Linked DNA regions of Pan troglodytes: region 2 is linked to region 1. The links are chromatin contacts, called in public Hi-C maps. All regions are on one chromosome and are shown on one strand. The core of a region is the stretch at or near the end of the contact, and the rest is flanking DNA. Distances in the headings are between cores, read along the strand shown.

Evidence for each region. A called contact is a pair of places that touch in the nucleus more often than the background predicts.
Region 2: a contact with region 1 is called in a Hi-C map of induced pluripotent stem cells, with 1.7 times the contacts expected there. The contact joins two enhancer-like sites. A contact is called at or near these places in 2 of 7 Hi-C or Micro-C datasets (induced pluripotent stem cells and stem cell-derived neural progenitor cells).

What each region holds. Positions count from the first base shown.
Region 1 is chr1:169,408,232-169,411,514 of NHGRI_mPanTro3-v2.0_pri, reverse strand. No RefSeq gene overlaps it. Among named protein-coding and RNA genes, the nearest start is that of TM2D1, 140 kb to the right of the region's middle. Within about 2 kb of position 1,769, at least 1 of the 24 cell types and tissues checked has an H3K27ac peak or open chromatin away from gene starts, as enhancers often do. A contact at or near this core is called in induced pluripotent stem cells, where this site is marked.
Region 2 is chr1:169,548,894-169,552,176 of NHGRI_mPanTro3-v2.0_pri, reverse strand. NFIA (nuclear factor I A) reads left to right here. Exons shown (of 11, transcript XM_001157327.8): 11 at 3,198-3,283. The coding sequence ends at 3,215. Among named protein-coding and RNA genes, the nearest start is that of TM2D1, 280 kb to the right of the region's middle. Within about 2 kb of position 1,451, at least 12 of the 24 cell types and tissues checked have an H3K27ac peak or open chromatin away from gene starts, as enhancers often do. A contact at or near this core is called in induced pluripotent stem cells, where this site is marked.

The DNA of each region.
Region 1 (3,283 bases), core at 520-3,019:
GAAAAAAATTCAAAAAGTCTGAGGCTGCCCATTAGGAATGAGAAATTGCATATGAGGGTTAGCATGCTAATTATGTTTTGTGTAACCTACTGGACACACTGGGATGGCTTTTCCTGAAAGAAATTATCTGAGTCCTACCTTACCACCTAGACAAACGGGAAAGGAAAGGGGGTTGATTCCACCAACAGTGTGTGCTTGTGACTTAGGCGGCTTTCCAGTCGAAGAAATACAAATAATTGTAAGGCAATTTTAATCTTTACTGAACTCTCTTGAAGCCTATCAAACGGAATCCCAAATGCACAGCAAAACATCTTAAAATTGCCTTTCCCTATCTCTCTCAAGTCGTATATGTCACACATTTATGGCTCTCTCCTCCTAATTTTTTTCCTCCCTCTTTCCATATTCCTCCCAAACTCTCTTAAGCTCAACTACAAGAACACTTGTCTTTTCACCCCAGCCCCATTCCCCGCTTTCTGGATTTATTCCTCTGGTGGCTAGTAGATCTCTCTCCTTTCTAAAGTAAATCAATTTCACATTTCTGCCCCCCTACACCAATCAACACCACATTATTTTTATATTTGTGGCAGAGGTTTAATAGGTAGAACAAGGGGATGCTTTGCAGAGGCTAGAACACTCAAGAGAAAGATTTGTTTTCTTTGTCATTTGAACAGGAAGCATATATAAACCATGCTGTAAAGTTTCTTTCTGGTGGCTCCCATATTTTAGGTTACTGGCCACCCTAAAAACCTAAGCCCTAAAAACCTGTTACCTTCCCATGTAACAGAAGCTTAATGTAAATGACTTTCATAAGCCTATATTCCTTTAACTTATTTTTTTCTTCTTTATCCATAGCAGATTTAAGTCTGGATTCCTTGACTCATCCAAAGTGGCTAAGTGCAAGAATGCTATTTTTTTTTAATGCCTGTCTTCCCCATTAACTCCCAGAGGGCAGGGGTATTGGCCATCTAGGTGACCATTAGCACTGTCCCTGGAAAATGGAACACACTCATTACTTCTTATATTTAGCATCTGTTGAAGGGAATTTGAATGTGAGCATAAATTTCTTAAAGGATCTTTCAGTCCCTTGAACAAAGTGTGAACCAAGTGTCATCCAAGTTATACAACATGGAGTACATACAATTGCATTTCACTCTAATTCAAGCCTCATAAGAACAGGTGACCCAAGAAGCAATCTCAACCCCTCATAGATTTTTCTCCAATACCTAATCTGCAAGCCAAGGATCTTTGGGGTACAGAAAAAGTCATTTTTTTTTCTTTCCTTTGAGGGAAGTGACAGATACAAAGTTTTCGTACTCAGCTCCTAACTGCCCCCAGCTCACCCTGGCAGCTGAAGAGTTAATCTGCTGCCACCTAGTGGTTCTTGGCCAACGTGCGGGAACCCCAGCTCACATAAGGTGAGGGTGACTGGGGTGGGTGTGGGCTGTCTCCATGAAGAGGACAAGGTTCTCAAGTGGCTTTGTCTTCCCACCCCCAAAGTTTGTCTCTCTCTTTCTCTCTCTCTCTCTCTCTCTCTCTCCCCCCCTCTCTCTCTCTCTTCTCTCCTCTCTCCTCTCTCCTCTTTCTCTCTCTCTCTCCCCTTCTCTGGGGCCTGTTTCCTGTAGACCTGAGGCAAAGCAGTAGTTCAGGCTGGGATTTCTTGCAAGTTTTCCACTGTGGGGTGCCACAACAGCTGTGACCCTGGCTTGATTTTGATGTAGACTTCAAGGGCGCCGTCCCCAGCAGGGAGAACATTTTTACCTCAGGAGCCTATTCACATTGGTAGCCTTGGCAGGGAAAGTTCCAGAAGCTTTGATTACACAAATACCTCTGCTAGGTACAGGCCCGTCTTGGCAACCTGGGGAGAGAGAATGTGCACATGGGCTGATTAAACCAAACGACCCGTTTCCTTTGCCGGGGCTGGGGGCTGGGGGTCTTCGGCTTGGAAATGATTTTTTCCTTGGCTGTGTTGCCTGGAAACTTTGAGGGTTTAATTAGGACTGGGGAGGTTTTTGGCTCCCGCAGCTGCCTCTGCTCTCCCTCAGGGTTACTGAGTGAGAATGTGTGCATGCGTGTGTGTGTGTGTGTGCGTGTGTGTGTGTGTGTGTGTGTCCCCTGCAGTGCAGGCCAAAGCCGTCTGGAGAAGTTAATTGTGTACCAAGGCAGATGTGGCTCTTTTTATTTCAATTGATTTCAGTTAATAACTTTTAACCTCTGAACCGCAGTGAGGCTGCGTGTGGTTTATGTATCATGTACTGGAGCCCGGACAACTGAGTGGAAATGGTAGCTATTACCTTACTGCCGCCATCCATCTAGGGCCAATCTTTGGAAACTTTTCTAAATGTTCTCAAGCAAATCCAGAAAGGACATCCTCCATCAGTGTCTCTCTGGCTCTGTGAATTCCTAGGAAGAAGTAAGACAAGAGCCGGCCTGCCCCAAAGCAGTTATCTTATTTGGTCAGGAGGAAAAAGTTGGAGTAAACAAATTAAAATGAAACATTTTTTCATCCTTTATTGACTTCAGTGTTCTTTTTATTAACCTCAACATTACCAAGCAGTTACTCTCCCATTTGGAGACTTGGAGAAAGAAGAAGAATTTTCTTTTCTGCTTTTCTTTGATATGTATATATGTTTGTATTTATTTTTCAACTACCAATGTTATACACAAACATGTTCTGGTTATATAAGGATTAAATACAGAAGTATAAGCCCTCTTGCTCACAGGCAGATTTTCCAGCTGGGGTCAAGGCAGGTGCAGGTGCATTGTGACCCACCCCTTTTCTTCCTTCCCTCCCTCTTTTCTTTTCTGCTTTCCTTTCCTCCTTCCTTCAGAGGAAGATTCAGAGACACAGGTCTTTCCTTCATGGAGCATGTGGAAATGAGCTCCCACATACCATGTGTATTTGTTTGCTAGGCCTGCTGTAAGAAGATACCACACAAAGGTCTAATATCCAGCATCTATAAGGAACTTAAACAAATTTACAAGAAGAAAACAACCCCATTAAAAAGTGGGCAAAGGACATGAACAGATACTTCTCAAAACAAGACATACATGTGGCCAACAAGCATATGAAAAAAAGCTCAATATCACTGATCATTAGAGAAATGCAAGTCAAAACCATAATGAAATACCATCTCACACCAGCCAGAATGGCTACTATTAAAAAGTCAAAAAATAACAGGTGTTGGCAAGGTTGTGGAGAAAAGAGAACGCTTATACACTGTTTGTGGGAGTGTCGATTAGTTCAACCATTATGGAAAACAGTGTGGCAATTCCTCAAAGAGCT
Region 2 (3,283 bases), core at 202-2,701, 140 kb before region 1:
ACAAACATTATATTGTCCATCTGGTGTTACTAGCAGCTCATGGAAGTTTCTAGGAATTGACTGGCTTACACATGTGTGACTGTCACACTCATCCCAATGGGATTATGAGTGTCTTTACAAACTGATTAGGAGAAAATTCAGGGAGATGTATGAATTATTATTATTATTATTATTATTAGAACTATCTGCCATCTCTGCAAATAAATGATTTAATCAGAGACTTCAAAAAAAAAAAATTCCCTGTGTGGTTCCCCTAACCAACTTCCTATTCTGGAAAACCTTGGTCAAGTAGCTGGGTTAATTGTCATGAAGATTAGTGTGATGTTGAAATAAGTACTAATGGTCAAATTATAGGAGTGAACAAGTTTAAGAATAGGTTTTGGTTTGGGCCTGAAAGGGTTAATTAAGGTTTTTTCACGGGTTATTAAAGACCCCCAACCTCTGCCTTCAGGAGTCATATTGACACCCCACCACAGGGCAGCTCAGCCCCTCTATTGACATGTTGCTGGTCAGAGCACAATAGCCTTCTGTGTCTGCAAATCATTGCTAAAATCATCTCAAGGAAAAAAAAAGTTTGAAAGCTTTAACGTTAGACAAAAGCCCAAGAGTTGCAGCGCGCAGCTCAAAAACCTGGAGTCAGCAACTTCTATTGATTAAAAACTAACCTTTAAAGTAACTCTGAGAGTGTGTGGTTAGCATTTAAATTTAAACATGTCATGAGTTGATTTGTGTTACTGAATACCAACTCAGAAGGAGTAACATTCACATCGCATTTTTTTTTTCTAATTCCCTTAAGCAGCTAAAGTATTTCATGAAATGTCAATAGGGCAAAAAGAAAAAGAGGAGGGGGGCTGATGCTGGGCCTGGTAGTTTTCTTTCCCATGCAAATATCCACCCCCCAAAAGAAAAGTGTGGAGAGTGAAACACAATAATTAGTCCTTTGTCTAACTTTCCCAAGTGCCAGAGAAAGACAGATTAATTAAATATACAACAGTGTTGGTTTTTGGAGTGGGGGTCTTGCTTGCTGTGTAGGTCATAAATTAGGCAGAATAAATACTTCAATGTGTTTGCAGTGGGCCTGCTACGTCAGAACCACTGGAAGGTTGGTGGGAGGAGAGCAGAGGGTTTCTTGCTAATGATAGTCACGTCTGGGTCTGTCTGGTTGCTCTTAGCAACCAGACATGATGTAACACCAGGATGAACTTGAACTTGGGGGACTTGAAAAGAGAACAATAGACCAGAGCAATCAATAAAGCCTATTTCAGTGAAGGATTACAGAGCTGCTCTGGGGTAACCTTGTCGGCAAGGCACATACTGAATAGTAAGATGTGTGAAGAAACTTTTTTTTTTTTTTTTTTTTGCGCTTTGCTTTTTAAGAGAAGTGCAGAGGCACTGCAGATTTTTGTAGTGCCCTGAGGTCTCGTCCAGAAACTGTGGTGTGGAGAACTGCTCCCCCTGCTGACTCACTGGGTGCCAGGCCTTTGCTTCAAGAACTACCTTAGTGTCAGATTGAAGAAGTCTGGAATTTCACAACCGACTTAGAAAGTGTGAAAACAGAAATAGTAAGCATTATTCCCCGCACCCAAAGTTTGAGCCTGTTTTGTAGAAGGGAGGAAGCGGCTCTAACGTGGATGAGAGTCAGCTGTTAGGTAGAGGCCTACTAGAAACACGGTTTGGGGCTTGCTTTCTCTCTCCTTTCTCTCTCCCTCTTCTTTCTTTTGTCCAGCTAGATTTAGGCCATGTGTATTTGCCAGGCTGATTTCCTTTCAGGACACAAGAGGCTTTATTGTGTTCCTCAAAGCATGTGGTCAAAGAATAACATCTGAAAGTCTACAGGATGCGTAGTTTTTCGGTCTGGGCTTAAGTTTTTTAAACTCCTCTGGAAATCAAAGGTGGCTTGTGTGACTAGGAAATCTTATACCAAACTCCATGTAGCTATCACTTAGCCATTCATCCCTGGGGACCAAATGAGTCCTTACGTTACCTAATGGAATCTCTTCCACAGGGATGATCCTTCACTTGCCTGAAGCAACCCAATCAGAACCCTTTCTGATACCGTCAACTTAAAGAATTCAGAAGCATTGGTTTTTGTTAGGCCTTGGTAATTTTTCTGTAAATAATGATAAATGTAGTGAATTTGTCAAGGTATCTCTAGAGAAAAGTCGGCAAAAGCCACATACTTTTTTATTTCACTGGAGAAACTAACTCTGATGTTAGTCCATAATTGCTCATTCTGTCTAGCTAACAGAAAAAGAAATGCCAGCAGATAAAGTGATATATGACCAGACAATTGCTCAAAGCTAATCACCTAAGGATTTACGAAAGGAAAAGGTAACCAGTAACTGGGCCTGGCAGGCACACAGAAGGCTCTAAATAAATGCTGCATGGACGCAAGCATGAATGAAGGGTACGCAGTGGCCTCATTTTTCTTTTGGACAATGTGGTACTTAATAGAGTAAAATCTTGATCCTGCTTAGTTATTATGTTTCATGCTTGAAAATACCATTTTAGATATATTGGGCTGAAAGGAGCATCTTCCCTCATAAAATCCTACATATGTAAGGAAGGAAAAATACTGTGACTTGCTCAAAATCACCCAGGAAGACTGGGTCCAGCACTTTTTCCACCTTACCTCCACTTATTCTTGTGTCGCTATTGACCATCTGGGCCTGTTAGGAGAGTGTCACAATCATGGCTTCAGTGCCTGCACCTCATTTGAAAGGAGAAGTTGAAAATCATCAGAGTAGCCATTCATTGCCACATGAAACCCCTCCCTTCACCCATTCTCCATTCATTCAACTCTTCTTCATTAAGAACGTTCTGTATTCCAGGCACTGGGCTAGGCACTGAGGATTGAATGATAAACAAGATGGTCAAGTTTCCTGCCCTCCTATAACTGCCCCCATCAGTTAACAAAACCCTTATTTGTATTTCAAGTGAACAGAAATACCTCATTCTGTAAGATACACTCAGAATGTTGGAAAACCCCAACGAAGACAATGAATTATAATTTCAGAAGAGTAAGATCAGTTTCAGTGTCACAGGATTTTTTATTGTCTGTCGTGCCTTTACTTTTCCCAGCGAATCCCTCCCGCATCCCTAACGTAGATCCTGATTTCGTGGTTGAAAAGGCAACTTCTAAAACACACGTTTTTACAAATTGTGATTTTAATTGTATTTTTCCTTTTGTCTTCCAGTCCTGGTACCTGGGATAAAAGTTGCAGCGTCCCACCATCCACCAGACAGACCACCTGACCCCTTCTCAACTCTGTAACATGGACGC